Linked DNA regions of Dromaius novaehollandiae: region 1 is linked to region 2. The links are chromatin contacts, called in public Hi-C maps. All regions are on one chromosome and are shown on one strand. The core of a region is the stretch at or near the end of the contact, and the rest is flanking DNA. Distances in the headings are between cores, read along the strand shown. Region 1 has its middle 23 kb from the start of HSPA12A. Region 2 overlaps HSPA12A (heat shock protein family A (Hsp70) member 12A).

Evidence for each region. Hi-C and Micro-C count contacts between places; a contact is called where the count stands out from the background.
Region 1: a Hi-C map of liver shows a contact between it and region 2, with 4 times the contacts expected there. The contact joins two enhancer-like sites. A contact is called at or near these places in 3 of 4 Hi-C or Micro-C datasets (brain, liver and ovary).

Annotation. Positions count from the first base shown.
Region 1 is chr6:40,754,470-40,759,684 of bDroNov1.hap1, reverse strand. No RefSeq gene overlaps it. Among named protein-coding and RNA genes, the nearest start is that of HSPA12A, 23 kb to the right of the region's middle. Within about 2 kb of position 3,799, at least 1 of the 2 cell types and tissues checked has open chromatin away from gene starts, as enhancers often do.
Region 2 is chr6:40,668,043-40,673,324 of bDroNov1.hap1, reverse strand. HSPA12A (heat shock protein family A (Hsp70) member 12A) reads left to right here. Exons shown (of 12, transcript XM_026096195.2): 12 at 1-4,101. Among named protein-coding and RNA genes, the nearest start is that of HSPA12A, 64 kb to the left of the region's middle. Within about 2 kb of position 2,869, at least 1 of the 2 cell types and tissues checked has open chromatin away from gene starts, as enhancers often do.

The DNA.
Region 1 (5,215 bases), core at 2,550-5,049, 85 kb before region 2:
TTTTGGCTATATTTATGAGGAAAATTGTTAAAATGTGCTAATTTATTATGCCTTTGTTTATGCAGAGTGTTATTCCCCATTTTACAGGACCCCCAAAAAAGATCACGTGCATCAGTGGAAGCCTGCTGCATCCATCAGTGTGGAGTAATTCATACACAAGGCCATATGGAGACTCTCTGCATAGCGGTATTTCTCAGCTCTTGGTCTTCCTTGGTGTAGTTCTAAATGTGGTGGAGAAATCAGACCAGAGAAAGAAATGTTAAGAATAACCAAAATTGTTGTTAACACGCCTGTCAGTGAAATGCAGGGGGAAAGATGAAGATGGGGAGGGGAATGAAATGTGTGGAAGAATCTAGAAAATCAGAGTTGATAAATAATTGCAGCCTTAAGGCTTTTACTATGCCAGTCACTGGCCTTCTCCATTGTGAGCAGCTGAAATGTTTACAGTGCTTTCTTGTGTGGATGGCATTTAAAACCTCAGCAATGAAAGACTCATCTTTTCATTTGAAGTAACTGCATGCAAACATGTATTTATAAAATATAATTTTTGATTGCCAGAAAGAGAGACTCCGATGTAGGCATAAGTCAGCTCACAAATGTTACCTTCGCTGTAGGTACTTCCTTATCGCCCTTATTGCAAACAAGAATCCAGGTGGTTTTATATGTGGCTGAACTGACAAAGATAGCATAAGGGAGAAGGTAAGGCGAAAAAAACTTTTTCTGAAGAAATATCAGCCAGATTTCTGGGGTCTCATCCTATTGCTTTCTCTTGCAGAAATCTCATAAGAAAGCTAAACCTATAATACAGACCTCTTAAGTCTCTACTGTTCAGACATGTGAGATTCCATGTTTCTGTGTAAGGTTAGGTAATAAGCATATGTTCGGCCATTGGAGAGCTGAAGGCCTGCAGTGCATAGCCTTAGGAGGGGAACATGCCTTCTAGCAGCGCTCCTGTCAGCATAGGGCCCCGCTAAACAGCACACTCCCCAGCTGCAGTGCAGTACCATGACCTTTCTTTTGCTCCTTGACCCTCACATCAGATGCAGCTGGTCAGATAATCACAGATCAGACTGACCACCTGCATCTGATGTGTGGGATCCAAAAGTGGGGGAGAAGCCATGGTACTGCTATATAAAAATGTGCAATGCTGGCAGTGACAGTGTGTGACACAAAAGAATGAGTCAGTGCATGAGACTTGACAGGTCTGCTTTATAGCACAGCTGGGGATTCACCAGATCCCGCAGCACAGGGAGTGGGAAGGGAAGTGCTTTGTGTGCTGCCAGTTCCCCCTTTTTGCAGAACAATCCTTAGAAGTCTGTTTCTGCCTGCATAACTTACAAGCTTACTGAGATCTGCACTGTAAACGTCACAGCTAAATTTGTTTTACAGACAGTATGGAAGCTACATCAGTCTAGGAAAACAAATTTTTTAGCTTCTTTCTCCTTTATTTCATAGAGAACTCTTGTTAAGTGTTCAGGTTTTGAGTCAATGTTATCAAGGCTATGTGTTTTGACAGGTTCTCTCCTGTGTGTGTGTGTGTATGGAAAGGTTCTTCATGTACCTCCTAAGTTGAGAGATATAATTTGAACAGAGAAAATTATGGTTCATAAAGTGCTCTCGTTAGGTGACATGACTATGCTTAGTCCACTGCAGGACAGCCTACACAGAGAAATGCATATTTCCATACAAATTACAGTATACTGCAGCCAAGAGATCAATTAGAATGTCTGCAACCAAGAACTCTCAAGTGTCTCCATTCAGTCTGCCATTCAAACGAGACGAGAAATGCGTTCAATTGGTGTAAAGAATTTGAACTCTTTCAGGGAATGTGTAGGGACTGCCGGAAAGTGGCATTCCCCGCGGGGTGGGACTTGCAGATTCTGTGAGATCCAGCAGGGAATTTTTACGGGTTCTGTAACCTAACATTTTGTCTCCTGTTGAGAGAAAAATTGCAGAACTGGCTGAATATTGTAGAAAGAATGATGATTTTTCATTGGTCAAATGAAACAGAATATGCTGGCTCTATCGTGTGTTACATCAGTCAACATGATCATCTTTACTCTATAGTATATCTCATCTGAAAGGAAGGCAAAGCACTTTGCGAACACTGTTGCAGATGCAACATCAGTATCTCCACTGTTGAAATGCAAGTCTTCTGGAATGAAATGTCATAACTATTTAACAATGCACAGTAATGCTTCAAAGATTAGACAGGAAATTCATGTTTAAAAACCCTTGAAAACGTAGAAGTGTATATCTTTAGGACAGCTGAATGTGATACTGTCTACTCTTTTGATAACTGCCTCGAGATAGTCATTTGACCAGAAGTTGTCAAAACTTGTGTTTAGCAATTCATTCAAAATGTCTGTCTTTCATCAAGATGATCTGAGATCCTTCTCTTTGACTAGAGCTGTAAAATTCAGTTCTTACTCAAAGTCAATGGCAAAGCTCTCACTGACTTCAGTAATACAGCATAGAAGTAATAAGAAACATAAATGTCATCCCAGCAAATACTTACTTTTCAAGCTTTCAGACAATCAAATACTTACTAAATGGAGTAACAGAATTAAAAAATTAAAAATAGCTCCATATAATGTGGTTATATAACAAATAATAAATAGTTTATACTTAAAGTATTGCAATGTTCATATGCATTATAATTTTCTTGAAACACTTTTCCTGTATTTTTTTTATTTTAACCAGTGATTTGAAATTGTTTTGTTCCATTTTAAGCAAACACATGCTCCTCCCAGCAGTTACTAAAACATTTTTTTTATGGCAAGTCCTTTCCCTTTTCAAAAATACTGCTTGATTGTAAAAAAAAAAAAAAAAAAAAAAAAAAAAAAAAAGTTAAATTTAATAAAACAATTCCTTGCAATAAGAGGTGTGGATTAAAAGAGAACTTTTCTTCAGCAGCAGGATTTCTTTCATGAATGATTTATTAAGGGTTTCCCCAGACACAGAATTAGTAAAGTGAGTTTCATAGCTTCTTCAGAAGGTGCTGAGTCTGCAGGCATTTCTTTTAGAACAAAATGTTCCAAATCCCGTGGCAAGATTTTTATGTTGGTTGATTATCCCTAAAGTATCATAATATGTCAGGATGCATTTTCTTTTTCATTTTGGTATCTGTTTACAAAAGAACTGTTTTTAATGATGGCATGATTGCCTGGGGTCCAATTTGGAATATTCTTTTTCATAAGGGATATGGGAGCTGTCTTCCGGTAGAAATTGGCTCAGTTTCCATGGCAAACATGGGTTTGTAGGGAGTTAGCCTAAATTCTCAGAAGCAACTGATGTTTAGCAGTTCATATAATTGACTAGGGTCAAAATCTTACATTGCTATCTTATAACTGAAGTGATAAAAAAATTCCCAAAATCTTAGGAGATCTCTGGGACAATTTCCTTGGACAGGTTTGGAGAAGAGCAGGTGAAAGACTGCCAAGTGAAGTCTGTGGTGTGCTGGGGAGACAGGACTTGGGGCACAGGCTGCAAGCAGAGTTAGAGCACCCACAAGTAAAAAGGTTCCAAGGAGCCCAGAGGTCCAGGCGTGTAGCCGTGTTCTGAAGATAAATCGTATTGAGCACCCAGATCTACCCAAAATATTGTGGATGCAGGGTGTCTTAGCTTAGTTTACTCAGTTTACTTAGTTTACTCAACTGTCTCCTGTTCCATGCGTGTGATACATGCACTGCTGGTCTTACACTGTTGTGCAGTGTCCTGGTTCCTTGCCATCCCCTCCCCACAGATAACTGGATGCAGCTCTGGTATACCAGGTCATTATACAAAGCAATAGCACGCCCTCGTCTGGATTACTGTGTCCAGTTGCATGCACTTCATGCAAAAAGTGATAGAGAAAGAGAAGCATCCAAAGGAAGGTTATGAGAAGGATGAGGGACTTTGAAAGACTTTCTTATAGTCCTAATTATTGTAAATTCTGTGGTTTTTTAGGAGATAATATAAGGTGAGATAGTAGGGTATATGTTGCATAACATACTGAACAGCCTATGGGATATTCCAATGCGTTGGTCCTCCCAGTATGACAGCTAATGGCTATAAAATTGAAAAGAAGCTGAATATATTAAGGTAATATAAATTTGATTTGTATACACACACACACACACACACATATATAAACATACATGCATATATATGTAAATAAAAACGTATAAAACTTGCTGCCAGAAGATACCATGAAAGAAGAAAAGCAGTTTTGATTTTCTGTGAGCATTAGATCAGAAAAATATTTACTACTGCATTCCAGGACATAATGTAACTGCACTAATGACTGGGGCAGTAAGACTTTTTTTCCATGAACATATGATAGCAAATGCCTAATATGAGCTTTAAATGCCCTCTTCTCCATGCAAGTTGTTGCTAAACTGAAAGTAGTAGGCTCAGTGTCCCTAAGAGATGCCACTGCAATCTTTGTGGTTAAAATTTTAAAAAAGCTTTTTAAAGCATGATGTTGGAGTTGTTCACTTTGCGGTTACCTGTGACAACTTACCATTTTAAAGTCAGATTCTTAAAAAGGACCATCCCAGATAAAGTGCTACAACTCCCAAGTTTCCTAACCAGCATTGACTTCCTAGCACTATGAAGCCTGGTGGAATTTTTTAAACAGGATTAGCTTTTAAAAACAAGATTCCAAAGAAGGAAAAGAAACAGTGAGTGACTTTTTGCTAACTGCATAGTATTGGTTTGGCCAGGACTCTGCATGAGTGTTTCAAAGGGAGGAAGTGGCTGGCCCCACGTGGATGTTATGCTCTCTTTTTTTTTTTTTTTTTTCTGTAATAGACTGAGGGAGACTAGGCATAGTCTCACTGTACTGTCTGATGAAAGATCAGTCAGTGGGTGCAGTGAAAATTGTTTAAACTCCTTTCCCCTAAAATTTAAGATTTTCCGGTGCAGCTCTATTTAAGACCAGAGCTCTGATCCAGACAACACAAACCCACGAGAGACTTTCAGTGGGTTGACCCACTGGGACCCAGAGGTGAACACTTAGGGTTAAGTTAGCAAGGTGCTGTTAGAAGATAAAGGGTTGGGGGTATATTTAGGAAGCCATTTGCTCTTTCTCAGGTCAAAGAAGCAACTGTGAACATGAGATCCAATAAAGTTATGTGTATAAACACACAGTGGACATGGGTAATACTTAGATACAATCACTTTGAAATTGCGTCTAGCTACAGCTAGATGATTTTTGAACTAATTCTGATTA
Region 2 (5,282 bases), core at 1,620-4,119:
ACTAGCTTACAGTCTTCTTTTGTTCTCTTGATTTTGCCCTGTACTTTGAAAATTTTAAGTGCTGAAAGCCATGTACTTAACCAAATAGAAACTGAGTTTCTTAATTTCTGAGATTCCACTGAAAATAAAATCCTTGAAATCCTTAAATTTAGATTTAAAATATATATACATATTGGGAGCCTAATATTAACTGCTCTAATTTGAAAATAAAGCCTTTGTTGTTAACAGCTCTTCGAGCTAGCTTTGGAACTGAACAGCTAGCACTGCTCTCATTTACACTTTGGAAAATTATTAAGAACACAGCTATTTTCATTTTAAGGCTATTTTAAACTTACTTTTATTAGTCTCCATCTGAAATCACAGAATCACATAATAGCTGAGGCTGGAGGGGACCTCCATAGATCAACTAGTTCAACCCACCTGCTCAAAGCGAGGTCAACTAGAGCTGGTTGTTCTGGACACCGCCCAGTTGGGTTTTGAGTATCACCAGAGTTGGAGACTCCACAGCCTTTCTAGGTAACCTGTTCCAGTGTTTGACCACTCTCACCAAAAAAAGTTTTGTTTAAATGGAATTTCTTGTATTTCAGTTTGTGCCCATTGCCTCTTGTTCTGTTCACTGGATACCACTGAGAAGACTCTGTCTCCATCTTCTTTACTCCCTTTTATGAGGCATTTATACACACTGGTAAGATCCCCCCAAGCCTTCTCTTCTCCAGGGTAAACAGTCCCAGCTCTCTCAGCTTCTCCTTGTGTGTCACATGCTCTAGTCCCGTAATCAATTTTGTGGCCCTTTGTTGAACTTACTCCAGTAGGTCCATGTCTCTCTTTTACTAGGGGGGCCAGCTGGACCCAGAACTCCAGATGTGGCCTCAACAGTGCTCCTCAACAGAGGAGAGGGAAAGTATCACCTCCTTCAACACGCTGGCAGTGCTGTTCCTAATGCAGCCCAGGATGCTGTTAGCCTTCTTTCCTGCAAGGACAGAAATGTTGCTGGCTCATGTTCAACTTGCTACCAAGACCCCCAGGACCTTCTCTGCCAAGATGCTTTCCAGTCAGTCAGCCCCTGGCCCACAGTGGTGCATTGGGTTTTTCCTCCCGAGATGCAGGACTTTGCACTTCCCTTTGTTGAACTTAATGAGGTTCCTCTCTGCTCATTTCTCCAGCCGCCCTTTGAATGGCAGCACACCCATCTGGTCTATCAACCACTTCTCCCAGTGGTTATACTTGTTAATCTCTGTGTTAATTATTGGAAATACAGTTAGCTAATGGCTGTCCAGGAAGTTTTAAACAACTTAAAAGGGAGAAAATGTCCAGATCAAAAGTATCATAGTTTATTTTGAGTAGCAAACATTTTAATAATGGAAAATATATTTCCGTGTTGAGTTTAACGTGCATTAAAGTGGAAGACAGAGGCCCAAAGCACGAAACTACAAGTAGTATTAAGTAGATAAAGCATTCCTTACGTGGCTGGGAGCACACAACTATACTACAGGGGAAGTACAATGATGGTCACGGTAACATCTTGCTTACCAAATAATAACTTTCTAGAAATATTTTCTTACGCATGTTCACCTGGAGAATTTCTTCTGCAAATGGCACAGTTTTTATTTTGCAAAATCCTACGAGTGGGTAACTTGTGAAACCTTGGATCTGTATCTGCCACGAACCAACAACTTATAATGCAAATCCAAATCCCCATTCAAATTTTCAGACTGATATTAATCTATAGAATCACCCTAAAAATGCCGACACTTCCAAAGCTTTTACACAGAGCTGATTACCTGCTGGAATTCATTACATTTTTGAAACTTTGCAGTGTTAATTGTTAAACTAAAGCTTCCTTTCTAATAAGTTGAGCATGAGTTAAAGCCATTACTGACACTTTTGGGAAATGAAAGCTTTATCGATTGTTTCACTAATTTACATTCCAATCCTGCACTTCAGATTTCTGTGTTTAACCTAGAGTTTTGCCACAGCAAAGAGTGCAGAACTGGCTGGCTGCATTTTGCTCTTGAATTTTGTGTCTCCTGCAGAATTCTTGAGTAAATGTAAAAAGAAATCTGGTTTGCATTCAGTTAATTAAAAAAAAAAAAAAGACTATGGAGAATGCTAGTCACTGTATCTGGCTGGATACTTTCTGTAATTACAAAGTGTGCTTGCTAGCATTCAGTTTCCTGCTGCCTGCTAACTGCTTTAAAAGCTAAATATTAGAATTTTTTGTGTGTTGCTTTCCATGGTTTACAAACAAGAGAAATTTTAAGATGAGTTATGAACAATATAATTTCATGTATATATAATATTTAAATATTGTACAGACTCTCTCTTTCAACAGTGCTATTTTCTTGTATAAAAATGTTCTTTGCCTCTGTTGATTTCTTTCAGCTGTTAATTTTAAATAACATAGTTTTTCAATCAGCTTCTGTAATTATAGGCTTTTAAAGATGGTAAGATATGAAATGTAAAAGGCTGATCTTACAGTAATAGGACAGAAATGTTGGTGTGTCAGAGAATACAACATTCTTCCTGCAATGCAAGTCATACCAGTTAAGCATATTACATGGATGCACTAGTATGTGCATGGTGGGATTTTCATTTCTTTGTTTCAAATGGTCACCCTTCATTTCTAACAGTTCATCATAATAATGGATGAATCCTCCTGTAAAATCATGTTAAAATTTAGAGTGTATTATCTGGATATACAGCTTCAACAGTTTTTTTTTTTAAAGGATCTTCTCTGGTTAAAAAAAAAATACTTGCCGAAGCCAGGCAACACTGATTTATCGTAGCTGCAGGTCAGACGCAGTAGAGACTACTGCTCTACTAGTGCCCACACACAAAGTTCATACAGAAAAGCAGGCTTCACTATGTTTGCATTTCACTGAATGGGTCTGATTGTGCACAGACTTGTTTCCAGTACTTTTGTGGCCTTACTTGGTCTAGTAAAATCTTGGTTACGTGGCTGCAACCCCCCCACTAAGAGGAGGCCCACTACAGATCATGTGGCTTATGATTTTTGTGCTGTTTTCAGCCTTTTTGCAGTGAGCAGTAACAGTAGTTTCTGCAGCTCTTCAGAAGTGTAGTTTTTGAACAGTAGTGTTTTTCTGCACTTTTGTATTCACCTTTTATAAGATTCTATGTGGATCCAAGCAGGGTTTTGTTAATTAAATGATTCTGCTGTAACTATAAAATGTGAAGATTTTGCGTATTTTTGCACTTCCTCATTATCAAGCTTATCTTTGCAGTACAGGGAACTATTGAGCAAACTCCCACCTGACCTCATTGCCTCTTTAAACCCAAGAGTGGAAAATTACCTTGTCTCTCTAGTGAATTAGAATAAGAAAGTAGAATATTATGCTATGGTCTGTAGTCTATAGCCCTTTTGAACAACTTTACATGGTAAGTGGTGTATGGATGCCCATTTTAATAGTGAAGGTTGTTAGGCTATAAAACTAGTATGAAATTTATTAGGAAATGAGTCATTTTTAGAATAGTAATTCTGTAACTTTAGCAGGATATTCCCTGCAGAGCATTTTTTCCGTAGGGATTTCAGATGGCATTGCGCAGCGTAAGTGTTGAAAAGGCATGCTATCCTTAGGCAAAACAGGCAGCCTTGACAGAAGTTTTTCTTAAGCAGCAACTTGCAAGTGTGGGTCATACATAGCTCCAGGCTGAAAGTTAGCAGCTAATTGTGATAGAATGACTAATTGTACTAGAATCTGATAAATGTGCAGTGATGGTTACAACAGGTAATATTGGTATATTTATACCACTGTATATATATACAGGAGTTTTAATGCATTATTATGAGAAGGCTAATTGTATATTGCAGAGATTTAATCGCCAAGATAGGCTGCATATTTATAATACGAAGTGGCTTAAGCGGCTGAATAGTATAAAAGTTGTTGGGCATAATGTCATAGTACTCACCTGCTTAAAATAGTCTTAAACTATATTATAAAACCAACCATTGTGGTCTTGTTCACCTCTGTGCAAGATAAGTTCAGATTTCACTGATGTTTGGAGCTGTTCACAACTTGTCTGGATTGTATCTGAGTGTTCTTGTGTCTTCAAACATATCAAATAAAATACAATAAAACTAAATTTTGTTTCTGGGTGTTACTGTTTTTGTGAAAATCACTATAAAAAGTGAGAAAGTGAGAAAGGCTAAATGGTTATACTTGCATTGGGATGCACCTTCATATGCGTAACGGAGCAAAAGGGATACCAACTCTTATGTGCCGCATATCAGATTTTTTAAACCTGTTTTGATCTGTGGATACCTAGAGCCTTCGCCTAGAGGTTGCAGGTCTCTGTGTAGCATATGCAGATTTTCAAACAATAGGCTGCTGCGTTTTTAGTTCACTTGTGTATTTCTTAGAGGGAGCCCGTATGTGCCTAGGGTTGAAATCCACTGTTGGGGATTTTACTCAAATTCCACAAAGTTTGTGTAGTTTTGAATAGGCCATTTGTTGGGTGTTAAGACAGAAAGGCTTCAGACAATACCGAAAAGAAATTACCTATTTTCTATGAGACACTATGAATCAGAATGAGAGAGCTGGGAAATGGAATATGCTCAACACTGAAAACATACTGCTCTCGCCATTTCTTTAAGACATTCTCTACAGAACTCTCATGATGTCGAGAAATACAACAGTGCTGCTGTTTTTCACTGTCATCTAAGTATTACTCTTAAAGCTTACTGATGATAACTAGAAAACCATAATAGCATATAAGATGTAAAATGAAAACCAGCATGTGACCGGATATTCCATAGTCACAGTCCGTGGTGGCAGGTCTGAAGGAAGATACGCGTGGAGCAGAGGGTGAACATCTAAATGATGTTCGCATCCAGGGTAAATGCAAAATTGCCAGAATTAAAATTGAATAGTTCATCTTCAAAATTTATCAAAGGAGGGATTTAAAATACTTGCTCGAAGAGTTGCCTGTGGGAGGAGGAGGGGAAATACCTTAAAAACAATAGGCAGATGGCTTTAACCAATGCCAACGCATGAGTTCCTCTCCCAAGCCTTCAGGTTGCCACCAGCACCGACACATTTCCCCGAAAAATACTCCCAGCTATTTGCGCGCAGGGCCCCGGAGAGACAGAGAAGGCGGTGCCTTCCCTGGGAAGGCCTCCTCCAAGCAAGGCATGGCGCGACCCCGGTGCTCTCGCCGGCTGGGTGCCGGCTGCCCTCGGCCGCGCCCCTGCCCAGCCGCTGGGCCGCGCCCTGAGCGCGCCGGCGGCCCCCGAGCAGAGCCGGCGTTCCCAACGGCCGCCGCAG